Regions from separate parts of the Ovis aries genome. Here regions 1 and 2 are each linked to region 3. The links are chromatin contacts, called in public Hi-C maps. All regions are on one chromosome and are shown on one strand. Each heading gives the region's core, a stretch centred on a gene start, on an enhancer-like site or on the middle of the called end of the contact. The rest is flanking DNA. Distances are from core to core; before and after follow the strand shown.

Region 1 (3,768 bases), core at 733-3,232, 310 kb after region 3:
TGCCCTTATATCATACTTGGTAATTTCCTAAGGTTTTTCACATGTCAGATACGTTATCTGACACTCAGTGTCTGTTTTAAGAAAGAGCTAACTGACTACTTGTGGTCATGTCACTTTCCCCAGGCATGAACATCAATCCTGAGGGGCAGGAAGCTGGAACTAGGGCCCCACCTACATACTCTACTTCCAAATCTGTCCTTTTATATCCTTGTTAATTTGAAAGGCTCAATTGAGAAACAGAATCATAAATAGCCGAGAATCCTCTCTGTTTTGTACACGTGGTCAAGCAGCTCCTGCAAAAACCAGAGGCCTGGAAGCAGGGCAGTCCTCTGAACTTGCACCAGTTTCTAGTGTCCACGGTGGATTTTCCAGGGGAACATTTCAACTTATTCATTGGGATAATGGCAACGACTTTGTGCCCTCTGTTGTAGGTACAGGGCTTCCCAGGTGGCACCAATGGTAAAGAACCTGCCTGCCAATGCAGGAGACATAAGAGACACAGGTTCGATCCCTGGGTCGGGAAGATCCTTTGGAGGAGGGCATGACAACCCACTCCAGTATTCTTGCCTGGAGAATCCCATGGACAGAAGAGCCTGGCGGGCCTTGGTCCATAAGGTCACACAGAGTCAGACACGAATGAAATGGCTTTGGAGCAGCAGCAGCACTGTAAATACACATTTCCCCCTCAGTTTGCTAAAGGTTTGACTTTCAGATGAACAGGTAGGGCCCACTAACTTGTAATCAATTCATTGGCACAGCTTTTTGGTCTGCACGACCTTCTTCTGTCTTGTGGAGTAAGTGGTGCTTTACAACTGACATGTCATTGCTAAGCACAGTCTCGCTGTCTGCTGAATGCCTTTGCAAGGTGCACAGACTGAATAGCTAGAGCTGAGATGCCTCTCCCAGTGGGTGAAAGTAGACAGGTCCCTTTCTTTCTCTTCTTTTTGTGTTTATTTGGCTTCGCTCGGTCTTAGTTGCAGCACACAAACTCGTAGTTGAGGCCTGTGGGATCCAGTTCCCTGACCAGGGATCAAGCCCTGATCCCCTGCATTGCAAGCTCAGAGTCTTAGCCACTGGACCACCCATAGACAGTCTCCTTTCCGAGTGAGTTATGTAGCCAGGGGCACACACACACCCATGGCTTCTAAGCCTGCAGGATCAGATAGGCTCTGATGCTGTCTCCCTCCTGTCTTCCAAGGTGGGCACTTGTGCAGCTTGGGCTCTCCTCAAAGGCTCAAAGATCCAAAGCTGAGCCCTGTCACCCCTTCCAGGGCCCCCAGCACACCTGTCACGCCTCCCGTGGGCATTCCCAACTGCTCCGCTCTTGCTTCTCCCAGACTCTTCCATGAGCCCTGCACCACTGTCCAGAGTGCTCTGGAAGCCATGGGCATCCTGTCAGAATGTCCTCGCAGCCAGAGACCGTCGGTGAGTGCTGATCCAGGGCCACAAACACACAGACTGGTCCGCTGGCCACCACCAGAGACCCACCAACTGCCAGGGCAACAACCGATAAAGTGAAACTAGTGAAAGCCCTCATCACTCAGTCGTGTCCAGCTCTGTGTGACCCTATGGACTGTGTAGGGTCACTGTGTGACCCTATGGACCCAGGCTGCTCTGTCCGGGATTTCCCAGGCAAGAATACTGGGGTGGGTAGCCATTCCCTTTCTCCAGGGGATCTTCCCGACCCAGGGATCGAACCTGGGTCTCCCACATTGCAGGCAGATTCTTTACTGTCTGAGCCTACAGGGGAGCCACAGGACCCCTGCAGTCCTTCAGCCCTCCTTGCAGAGTCTTCTCTCTCGGGCCTCTCCATTCTATCAGGGCCAGACACTAAGTATAGAACTCAGGAAACCGGTTAAATGACTGGCCCTGGAAGTAACGAGCTGGGTCCCCACACGAAGTAGCTCTTACCTGGGATACAATCCACACCCTCCCAGAGAGCCAAGCATGGACAGTCTCAGCATGGGGTGGGAGGGTCAGTGACAAGGGCTTCCCCACAAAGGAAGCTGTAACTGTGCCCAGAACCCTCTGGTGGGTGTCCCAGGACCAGGTGTCAGGAGTTGGACATCCAGAAAGTGGTGTCAAAAGCCTTTGCTGTGTCTTTTTTAGAGACAGAGCGAAACAGTCAAAGAACAATTTTCAACATTTGATCTCACTTTAAGAATATGAAGCCGAGCAGCTATTCCCTGTGACTGTATCGCCCTCTGGTGTTGAAAATGTAATGAACTGTAAACAGGAATTTCAGCTTCTAAACAGTCCTCACCCCAAATCACCCATTCTGTTTAATATCCCTGGACTTCTCAGGTAGCACAATGATAAAGTATCTGCTTGTCAGTGCAGGAGACGCAGGAGACCGGGATTCAACCCTTGGATGGGTGAAATCCCTGGAGTTGGGAATGACAATTCACTCTAGTATTCTTGCCTGGAAAATTCCATGGACAGAGGAGCCTGGCGTGCCACAGTGGGGTCACAAAGAGTTGGACAGGACTGAACACACGCACAGACAGATAACTCATCGCTGACGCAGCTCCCTCTGCTACCTGAGATTCTGAGAATCACCAAGAAAAACACTCATGGAAATATCAGGGTGGGGCAAGACATGGCTAGAGGGGACACCGCCCTTTTGCTGCATTCTTCTGGAGCTGAAGTTTTGCAATAGTGTCGAGGAGCTAGGCATTTGGGGGATTTAAAACATAACCTTATAAAAATCTGTTCTGAAGTTTCCATCTGAAGGGGGAAATTTAGGGGCAGTTTCTGCAATTCAGAGGTCTCACACCCGTTGACTGGGCCAGAGCAGAAGACCCAAGAGCTCCAGGCAGCAAATCCACAACCAGCACATCAGTGCCTGCTGGCTGCTGCTGGGGGAGGCAGAGGCCGGGAGCCACTCCTGCTCTTGCTCGCTCACTCTCTCTTTCTCTGGCACATCACAGAGGTCCCGAAACACCAGATCTTAGTCCGGTGTTCCTCAACCAGCAAGGTGGGGTAAGTGTTTTAAAGGCAGGAGCACACTGCAGTCTGAAATGGCTGCACTGGCCTCACCCTCAGCTACCTTGAATTTACAGCTTCTCGTTACCCGTTAGAAGAGGAAACAACTCTTCTACACTTAAAAGCACACTCCAGGGTATATGTCCAGCAGTGGGATTGCTGGGTCATATGCTAGTTTCATTCCTAGTTTTTTAAGGACTCTCCATACTGTTCTCCATAGTGGTTGTATCCGTTTGCATTCCCACCGATGGTGTGAGAAGGTTCCCTTTTCTGCACACCCTCTCCAGCATTTATTGTCTGTAGACTTTCTGATGGTGGCCATTCTGACTAGTGTGAGGTGATACTTCATTGTGGTTTTGATTTGCATTTCTCTAATAAAGAGCGATGCTGAGCAGCATGTGTTTATTATGCCCCTGTATGTTTTCTTTGGAGAAATATCTGTTTGGGTCTTCTGCCCACTTTTTGATTGGGTTGTTCATTTTTCTGGTATTGAGCTGGATGAGCTGCTTGTATGTTTTGGAGATTAATTCTTTGTCAGATGTTTTGTTTGCTATTATTTTCTCCCATTCTGAGGGCTGTCTTTTCACCTTGCTTGAAAAAGACACCTGTACCCCAGTGTTCACTGCAGCACTATTTACGATAATAGCTAGGACATAGAGGCAACCTAGATGTCCATCGGCAGATGAATGGATAAGCAAGTTGTACATATACACAATGGAATGTCACTCAGCCATAAAAAGGAATGCATTTGAGTCAGTTCTAATGAGGTGGATGAACCTAGAG
Region 2 (3,662 bases), core at 1,118-3,617, 470 kb after region 3:
TGTTACTAAATATGAGTTATTTTGGCATATACTGTCTGATATCATGCCAATACTGCCTTCTGGGTGTTTAGATGAACACAGAATTCAGATGTTATTGGAGGTAAGTTCTGCCATTTATCCATGGAAGATCTTAGGCAAGTTATATTTCCCTCAGCCTCATTTCAATTTAGAAACTATTGCCTCATGGGGTTTTCATCAGAAGTAAGCAAGAGAGTACTCAGCTTAATCACAGGCATATGGAGGGTGCTCAATACATGCATGAGATGTGGGAGTAATTAGGGTTTCAAAGATGACTTGGGTTAGTCGTTGTGAAACAAGCTGGGACCTGGGACCCTTTGCTGCAGTGCTTACACCTGAACAGAGGGCTCCTCCAGCGATAAATACAAAGAAACAATAAGGAGCTAGAAATAATACACCCATGCATGCACAGCTGGGGCAAATTATGAACAATAAGCTACAAAAAGACCAAAAACCGGACTGCCACTTCTGAGATGTGGGGAGCAAAAGCAGGGTACTGTGCATTATTTCTGCACACAACATCATCAAAGGGGTGGGTAGACTACTAGGCCACCTCTCCAGCGTGACCTCAGGACCCCTACCCTCACTCCATTTAAGGGACAGGCTCATGCCCCTCCCCACTCTCACCCAGGGAGCTAGCAAGGGGATCTGTTGCTAGTTTTCATTCCCTCCTGCAGTAGCATGAGGCCCAATACTTTAACTTTCCATCTGGCTCCTATCCATGAGTCCAAGGACATCGGTTGGTAAAAGTTGCGCTAAAGGGAAGCTTCCACTTAGTGAAAACAACAACAACAACAAAAATCCATGAAACCACAGTGGAAGTGATGTCTTTTTAATAGTAGAAAAGCGGACAAGTTGAAAAATACCCGCAAAGACATAGAAAGTTTTAAGTGATACACAAGAAACAGATGCCGTGGAAAGATGATAAAAGGTTTTGCAGACTTCTGTTGATTTATGGAATCATGAGCGTATGATATCTGATCTCATCTGAACGGGCTATGCAGTACGTTCAAAGACCTGCCACCTTGCCAGTGGCTGGTCATAGCACGTAAGTGGAAGGATGGGTCCCCTGAGAGCAGAGCCCAAGCAATTTTGCCAACCGGGGAAAGCTGGTTTAGGCTGATGTCCCAGAGGTGGAATGCACTTGAAACAAAGTGTTGCAGCTGAAAAGCGTTCATGGTTTGGGGAGAAACGTGACAAAATAAACCTGCAGTCTACAACTCCGGTCAATAGTTTTTTTCCTCCTGCCTTCTAAAAATCGAAGCCAAGAAACAAAAACACGTTTGGTAAAAGGGCGTGCAGTCTCTTTTCCCGCTCTGTCTTCTCATTTTCATTCTTCTCATTTTTTCCAGTGCATACTCTCACTTCTTCTTTCTCAGTCTCGGGTATTTTCCCTCCAACCCATCGCCCCCCTCCTCACGCCCGCTTTACTGGGCTCTGCTCTCCGCCCCTCCACCCGGGACGGCCCCGGGGCCCGCACCTGCCAGCAGAGCGCTCGACCCCGACCCTCCCGGGTGCTGGCAGTGACGTAGAGGGGAGTTCGGTGCCGCGCGGCCCGCCGACGTCACTGCCGCAGCGGTCCCCAGTGAGCCCCAAGGATGGGAATTCAAGGAGGGAAACACGGCGATGACCCCGCGGTCAGGGTTGAGCGCTGCGACTGGGCAGCGTGCTTGGGCTTTCCGAAGCGAAAAGGCCGGAATCGCGCCTCTCGCGTAGGCGGAGCCCACCCCACACCTTCAGCGCGCCCCAACGCCAGAGTTTAGCGATAGGGGGTAATATCCCCACACAGAGGAGCCTCGTGCGCACGCGCCTTGGCCGGGGTGGCGGAGTGCTGTAGCACGAGGATGGGTCGGGGAGGAGGGCAGCGGGAGGGGGATGGTGAGTGAGCCCCGAGGTGCGGCCCCGAGGGAGGGCGGCTCAACCCCACCACCGCTAGCCCGGCTCCCCAGGCGCTGCGGCGGCGCGGGGCCTGCGGCGCGGCGTCGTGACGTCACGGTGGCGGCGGCCGTGGTTGGCGCAGGGTCCGCGGCTGCAAAGTGTGAATTACGCCGGGCTCGCGCCGGCGGCGGAGTGAAGTCAGGCTCCGGGGGAGGGGTGGGGAGGGGGCAGGACCGCGGCCGGAGCTGGTGCCTGCATCCGAGCCCCGCGCGCGCTGGGTCTCGCTGCTGGCTCCAGCTGTGTGTTCTTGCACCGCTTTGCTCTGTTTTTGCTCCGCTCCTGCTCCGCTGCCCTCCCACCCCCCGCCCCGGACCCTCTCCTCTGGGCCGAACAGCCTGGGGACGCCGGGGTTTCCCCTCCGATTTGGCGGGTGCTGCCGTCGCTTGCACCCCGGGAGCCGGGCGCGCGCTGGTCTTCGTTAACTGTCGCCGCGGCCGCAGCAGCGCCTTCCCGCCGGCGGCCCCGGCGGAGTGTTGGGGTGGGGGAGGCGTGAGCGCGGCTTCCCGGCCCGGGGTCGGCGCCCGCCCGCCCTGCCCCCGCCTCGGCCCGGCGCCCCCGAGCCGCGGCCCCTTCCAAGCGCAGGGGCCGGCGGCCGCGGCAGGGCGGGCGCCGCGCGGGGGCAGGGCGGGCGTATTCAATGGAAGTATGTTACCAGCTGCCGGTGCTGCCTCTGGACAGGCCGGTCCCCCAGCACGTCCTCAGCCGCCGAGGAGCCATCAGCTTCAGCTCCAGCTCCGCGCTCTTCGGCTGCCCCAATCCCCGGCAGCTCTCCCAGGTAAACGCCGCCGCCGGGGGCCCCACACTTGGGGGCTGCTCTTTTGTTTACCTCCTTCCACCTGGCTTCACCTCCGCGACCCCTACTCCCCAGTCCTCGCCGTTCACCCCCCCGACCAGCACTTCCCGTTGTTTGGGGATGTCTAGGCTGACCCCCCTCGATTCGAGAGGCTTTTCTCTGATCCTCGGGACTCAAACCTCACCCCACCCCCCACCCCGGCCTGCTCGAGGCTGAACCCAGGTGGGCTCTGGGAACCCCTTCGTACCCTCCCCAGGCGCGACCCCCTCTGTGTTCAGCGGCTTAAGGGTCTGGAATGACTTAAGTCGTCTTCCTTTTCTCGACGTCTCAGTCTGGAAGTTGGGCCTCTTTTTTCCTTACTTGTGGTCCTGGCACACCTGGCCACCCCTCACCCCTACACACCTGTGCTGGGTTTGCGCCTCCCGCGCGCCCCGCGGTGCTGGGATAGTCCTTCAGTTCTCCGAACAATAGGCCGATTCTCGGTTGCTCGTCTCCTTACTTATTCAAGTCTGTTGATGGACCCTAAGTGAGGTCAGAGAAACAAGTATTCAGAGTGCCTCCTCAAAGCTTCGGTTTCCGGAAAGTTGATAGCCAGGAATCAGTTTTATTTTTAATTTGATAAGATTTTTAAGAGAAAAACTACTGATGGAGCACTCACAGGAAGACTTTGTTTTGAATGGTCCAATACCAGTTGCTCCTGAGAATTTCGTTTTTTTTTTCCTCCCTAGTGATGCTGTTGGCCCAGCCTCTTATTTCTGGCTGATTTTGGTCGCCAGTTTTAAAATAGGGAGGACAAAAGAATTTTGTTTACATTTGAACTGATTGCCCTCCATTTCTGCTCCCAGAACGTTACGTGTTCATGATCACATTTTAAGTCACATATGTTTATTTTTCCTGTTGACTAGTATTAGCT
Region 3 (3,809 bases), core at 832-3,331:
AAACACCTGGGATATAAATACTGATAAAGATTTAAGTATAAAATTAGGATTAGGACTTCCCTAGTGGTCCAGTGGCCAGGATTCCACACTCCCGATACAGGGGACCTGGGTTCAATCCCTAGTCTGGGAACTAGATCCCACATACTGCAACTAAGACCCAGCACAGCCAAATAAATAAACATTAAAAAAAAAAAAAAAAAAACTGAGATTGAGGATTATTACCATTATTTAGTGAAGTCCAAATTTATCATTTACAGCAAATTAATGTTTTCAGTGTTGAAAAGCATCAAATTTTGTTTTTGAAAGAGACACACTTTCAGTATTATATCTGACACCGAAAGCAGGATGAGTTTTTCTAATAAAAGTGGTCTTGCTGAAATCATAATGTAACTGCTATGTTTTCTAGAAAGTAAATGAAAATAATCTGTACCAGGTATCCAGGTCATTGGTTTTACTTAAAATGTAACCTTTCTGTTCCCACATGCTTTGATAAATACACAAACTTGTCATCAAAATAATGCAGAAACCAGCTGTTAAGTCTCTCCCTTAAACCCCATCCAAAGTTTAAAGAGAGGGAAAAAAAAGGCTGTTTAAAAGTAAAACTCATTCCTAGTTTTCACAGATTCTTTCCCTAATTCAGATGTTCTTAAATACAACCTTTAATCTCCAGCCAGAGTTTTGGTTGTGGGAAATACATTAATTTGTCCAGTCCAACATTTACATATCATCTTCAGAGGAGGGTAAACCTGGCCCTTTAACCTCAAGCTCAGTGAAGGCAGTGGCCAAATCTTGTGCATCTGGGTACTGTATCTAGAACTTAGCATTAAGTACAGTTCTTGGTTTAGGAGAAGGTCCAAGGATGAAATTTACTTCCTCCTCTTTCCTCCTTGGTGTTGCCCCCCTTTTCTCTTGCCACTCAGGCCGGGAGGTCCGGAATTCATCTTGCCTCCCAAACCCCCTTTCCTCTTCCCTCCTTGGCTGGGCGGGCCCCCCTTCCTCTTACCCCCGGGACCCTGTCGGGCCCCCTTTCTCTTGCCCTTCTGACTCATTTTCCTCCGCTTGGCCGCCTCCTCCTGGTCCTCCTCTCTCATCTGCTTATTGGTGGCCCTCGTAATGTCCAACTGAGGCTTTTTGCTGTTCATCACTCGCAGCATCTCCAACTGGCTCTTTCTCTCGGCCGCAAAGTCCCCGAAAAGAGGCTGAAACTTCCTCTTCTTGCCAGAGCCCCTGGGCGCCTTCTCCTTGGGCAGGCGCTCCTGGAAGCGCCCCACAGAGGCAGTGGAGACCTTGGCCACCTGCATGGCGCGGCCCAGCTCCTCCTTACTCTGGTGTCCAGTAGGGTGCATGCCGGCCGCGCTGGGCAGCTGCATCTTGTGCGCGCGGGCCAGGTTACGCAGCCGGTTCAGTTCGTTCTTGGCCACCCGTTCCTTCTTAGCCTGAATCCGCTTGGCGAACTGGTCCTCCATGGGGTCGGCATTGCCCGGCACCTCGATCAGCCACTCCTTGGTGTCGTCGCGGGCTCGCTGGTAGCCCCAGCGGCGGCGCCACTGGCCGCTCACCTCGTCCCACACCAGATTGGTTTTCTTCTTGGGACGGATGCCCTTGAGGCGCGCAAACTGCTGCCAGCGAGTAAGAGGCCGCGGCCTGGGCACCGGCTTCTCGCGCGGCAGACGAGTGCTGGGTTCCGGCAGCCGTGCCACCAGCGCCTCCTCCACGCGCTCGGTAGGCAGCTGCCACAGCTGGTTGATGAGCAGCTGCGTGTTGTCCCGCGCCAGGGCCCTCAGCTCGGCCTCCTGTGTGGGTCCCGCGTGCCGCAGCCCGGTCGGGGGGTTCCGGTCAGAGGCCAGCAAATTACCCAGGTCGAACTCCAGCTCCAATTCCTTCTGCACCGTGATGCGCTGTAGCTTCTCTGCCTCGTCCCGCTCCGCCTTTGCCAGCAGCTCCTCCACGCTCTGGCCCTCCATGGCTCCGGTTCGGCTCGCTACCTCTGGGAGACAGTTCTAGTCACGACTCCTCCTACAAGGGTTAAAGCCGCGGCACCCCAGACACGTGCGACTTCCCGGACGCTCGACCCGGAAGAGAAAGTTCCGCTTCCGGGGCACCCGGAAGGGGCTCAAGGAGCGGGCTACCCGAGGAACGGCCGGCAGAGGGCGGTGTTAGAGAGCAGATGAGATTAGAGGCAGCCTTTGGGGTGGAGCCCGGAGGTAGGCGGAGCCGAATCTACGAATTCCGAGGCCTGATTGGGACCTTGGCTCCCAGGATGCCCCTGCGGGAGGGGGTGGTCCTGTGCGAGCTGGGCAAGTTAGGGGGCCGCGGACTAAGCGGGCCCGGGAGCGACTGTTAGTTTTAGTGTGTGTAAAAGTCAGTTCTCAAGTTGTTTAGCCAGTCATTTTCACCAGAGCCTTGACACCTGTTCATGGTGTGCCCCCGGGTGTGGGCACTTCACCTGGGGATGTACAGAAAGCTAAGTGGAGACGGAGACTTTGTTTTCTTTGGGAGCGAGCGGGTCTGGCGGTTAGACCGCCCTGAAGGGGCGCGGCTGTGCCCCCATCCTGGCGACTTCAAGTCTGGTCTCCGGAGCCCAGGGCCACCTTCTCTCCTGGCTGATGGCAGAAGAGCGCGGGGCTCAGCTGTTAGACCGCCGGGGTTCCGACCTTGACCGCTCTGGTGTTTGACCTTCGGCTGTGTAACTTGTTTGTGCCTATTCTTAAACCTGTAAGATGGGGTTGCAAATATTACCTCCCAGGTCTGCCGTGAAGATAAATGAGTTAATATGCTCCCAAGGGAGCTTACACTGGAGTCTTGGGCATATGAGTGCTCAATAAATGTGAGCTAAATACCAGTAATTGTTTAATTCTCATCATGGCTCTGGGAACTCTGCTGAAAAGGCAGTCTTATACAGTGATTAAACACCAGGTTCTTGAATCAAGCTACCTAGAATAAGATCTGGGTTTCTTGTACCCACATTGGTCAGGTTGTTTAACTTAAGTCCTATTCATAAGTTGATGAATATGAATCATTAGTTCCTGGTACATTGTAAGCATTCAGTAAGTGTTGGCTACTGTTATTCACTATATTCCGCTGGTGACAGAAGCAGGCTCAGAGAAGTAAAATGACTTGTCTAAGGTTATACAGCCAGGAAGTATGGGAGCAGGAGAAGTCTAAACTCTGGCTCTAAAACTACATACATATTCTCTGCAATGTCTTCCAGACTCTTGATACTCAAAAAAGTGTGGTCTGTTGACCAGCAGTACAGCAGCATCTGGGAGCTTATTAGAAATGCAGAGTCTCTGGCCTTAGCCCAGATGTTATGACTCAGAACTTTTATTTTAACAAAATATCTTAGTGATTAATGGAAATGAAAGGGGTTAGTTGCTCAGTGATCTCCAGAATTCTATGAACAGAGAAGCCCAGCAGGCTACAGTCCATGGGTTCTCAAAGAATTGGATTCAACTGAGCAGCTAACATTTTGACTTTCATGGCTTCCCCGGAGGCTCAGATGGTAAAGAAGCTGCCTGTTGTATGAACCCAGACCCTAGTTCAATCCTTGGGTTGTCAAGATCCCCTGGAGAGGGGAATGGCAACCCACTCCAGTATTCTTGCCTAAAGAATTCCACAGACTGTATAGTCCATGGAGTTGCAAAGAGTTGGACATGACTGAGTGACTTTCACTTCACTGGGAGTAGTGAAGAAGGGGTTAGCTGAAGAATTAACCCGTAGAAATGGACATTATAGCAATTAGGAAATAGATTCACTTGAATGTCTGCTAAAGAGGGCTTTAGACACACGCCTGTCACACTTGCTTCCTG

What was found. Hi-C and Micro-C count contacts between places; a contact is called where the count stands out from the background.
Region 1: a Hi-C map of hypothalamus shows a contact between it and region 3, with 6 times the contacts expected there. The contact joins the enhancer-like site here to the promoter of RRS1 in region 3. A contact is called at or near these places in 11 of 16 Hi-C or Micro-C datasets (blood, hypothalamus, liver and 5 more).
Region 2: a contact with region 3 is called in a Hi-C map of hypothalamus, with 5 times the contacts expected there. The contact joins the promoter of PDE7A here to the promoter of RRS1 in region 3. A contact is called at or near these places in 7 of 16 Hi-C or Micro-C datasets (blood, hypothalamus, liver and 2 more).

What each region holds. Positions count from the first base shown.
Region 1 is chr9:43,344,450-43,348,217 of ARS-UI_Ramb_v3.0, reverse strand. No RefSeq gene overlaps it. Among named protein-coding and RNA genes, the nearest start is that of DNAJC5B, 16 kb to the left of the region's middle. Within about 2 kb of position 1,982, at least 5 of the 54 cell types and tissues checked have an H3K27ac peak or open chromatin away from gene starts, as enhancers often do. A contact at or near this core is called in hypothalamus, where this site is marked.
Region 2 is chr9:43,183,634-43,187,295 of ARS-UI_Ramb_v3.0, reverse strand. PDE7A (phosphodiesterase 7A) reads left to right here and starts at 2,367. Exons shown (of 14, transcript XM_060393438.1): 1 at 2,367-2,469; 2 at 2,580-2,731. The coding sequence starts at 2,594.
Region 3 is chr9:43,654,615-43,658,423 of ARS-UI_Ramb_v3.0, reverse strand. It overlaps RRS1 (ribosome biogenesis regulator 1 homolog), which reads right to left and starts at 2,081. Exons shown (of 1, transcript XM_015097790.4): 1 at 437-2,081. The coding sequence starts at 1,964. The coding sequence ends at 867.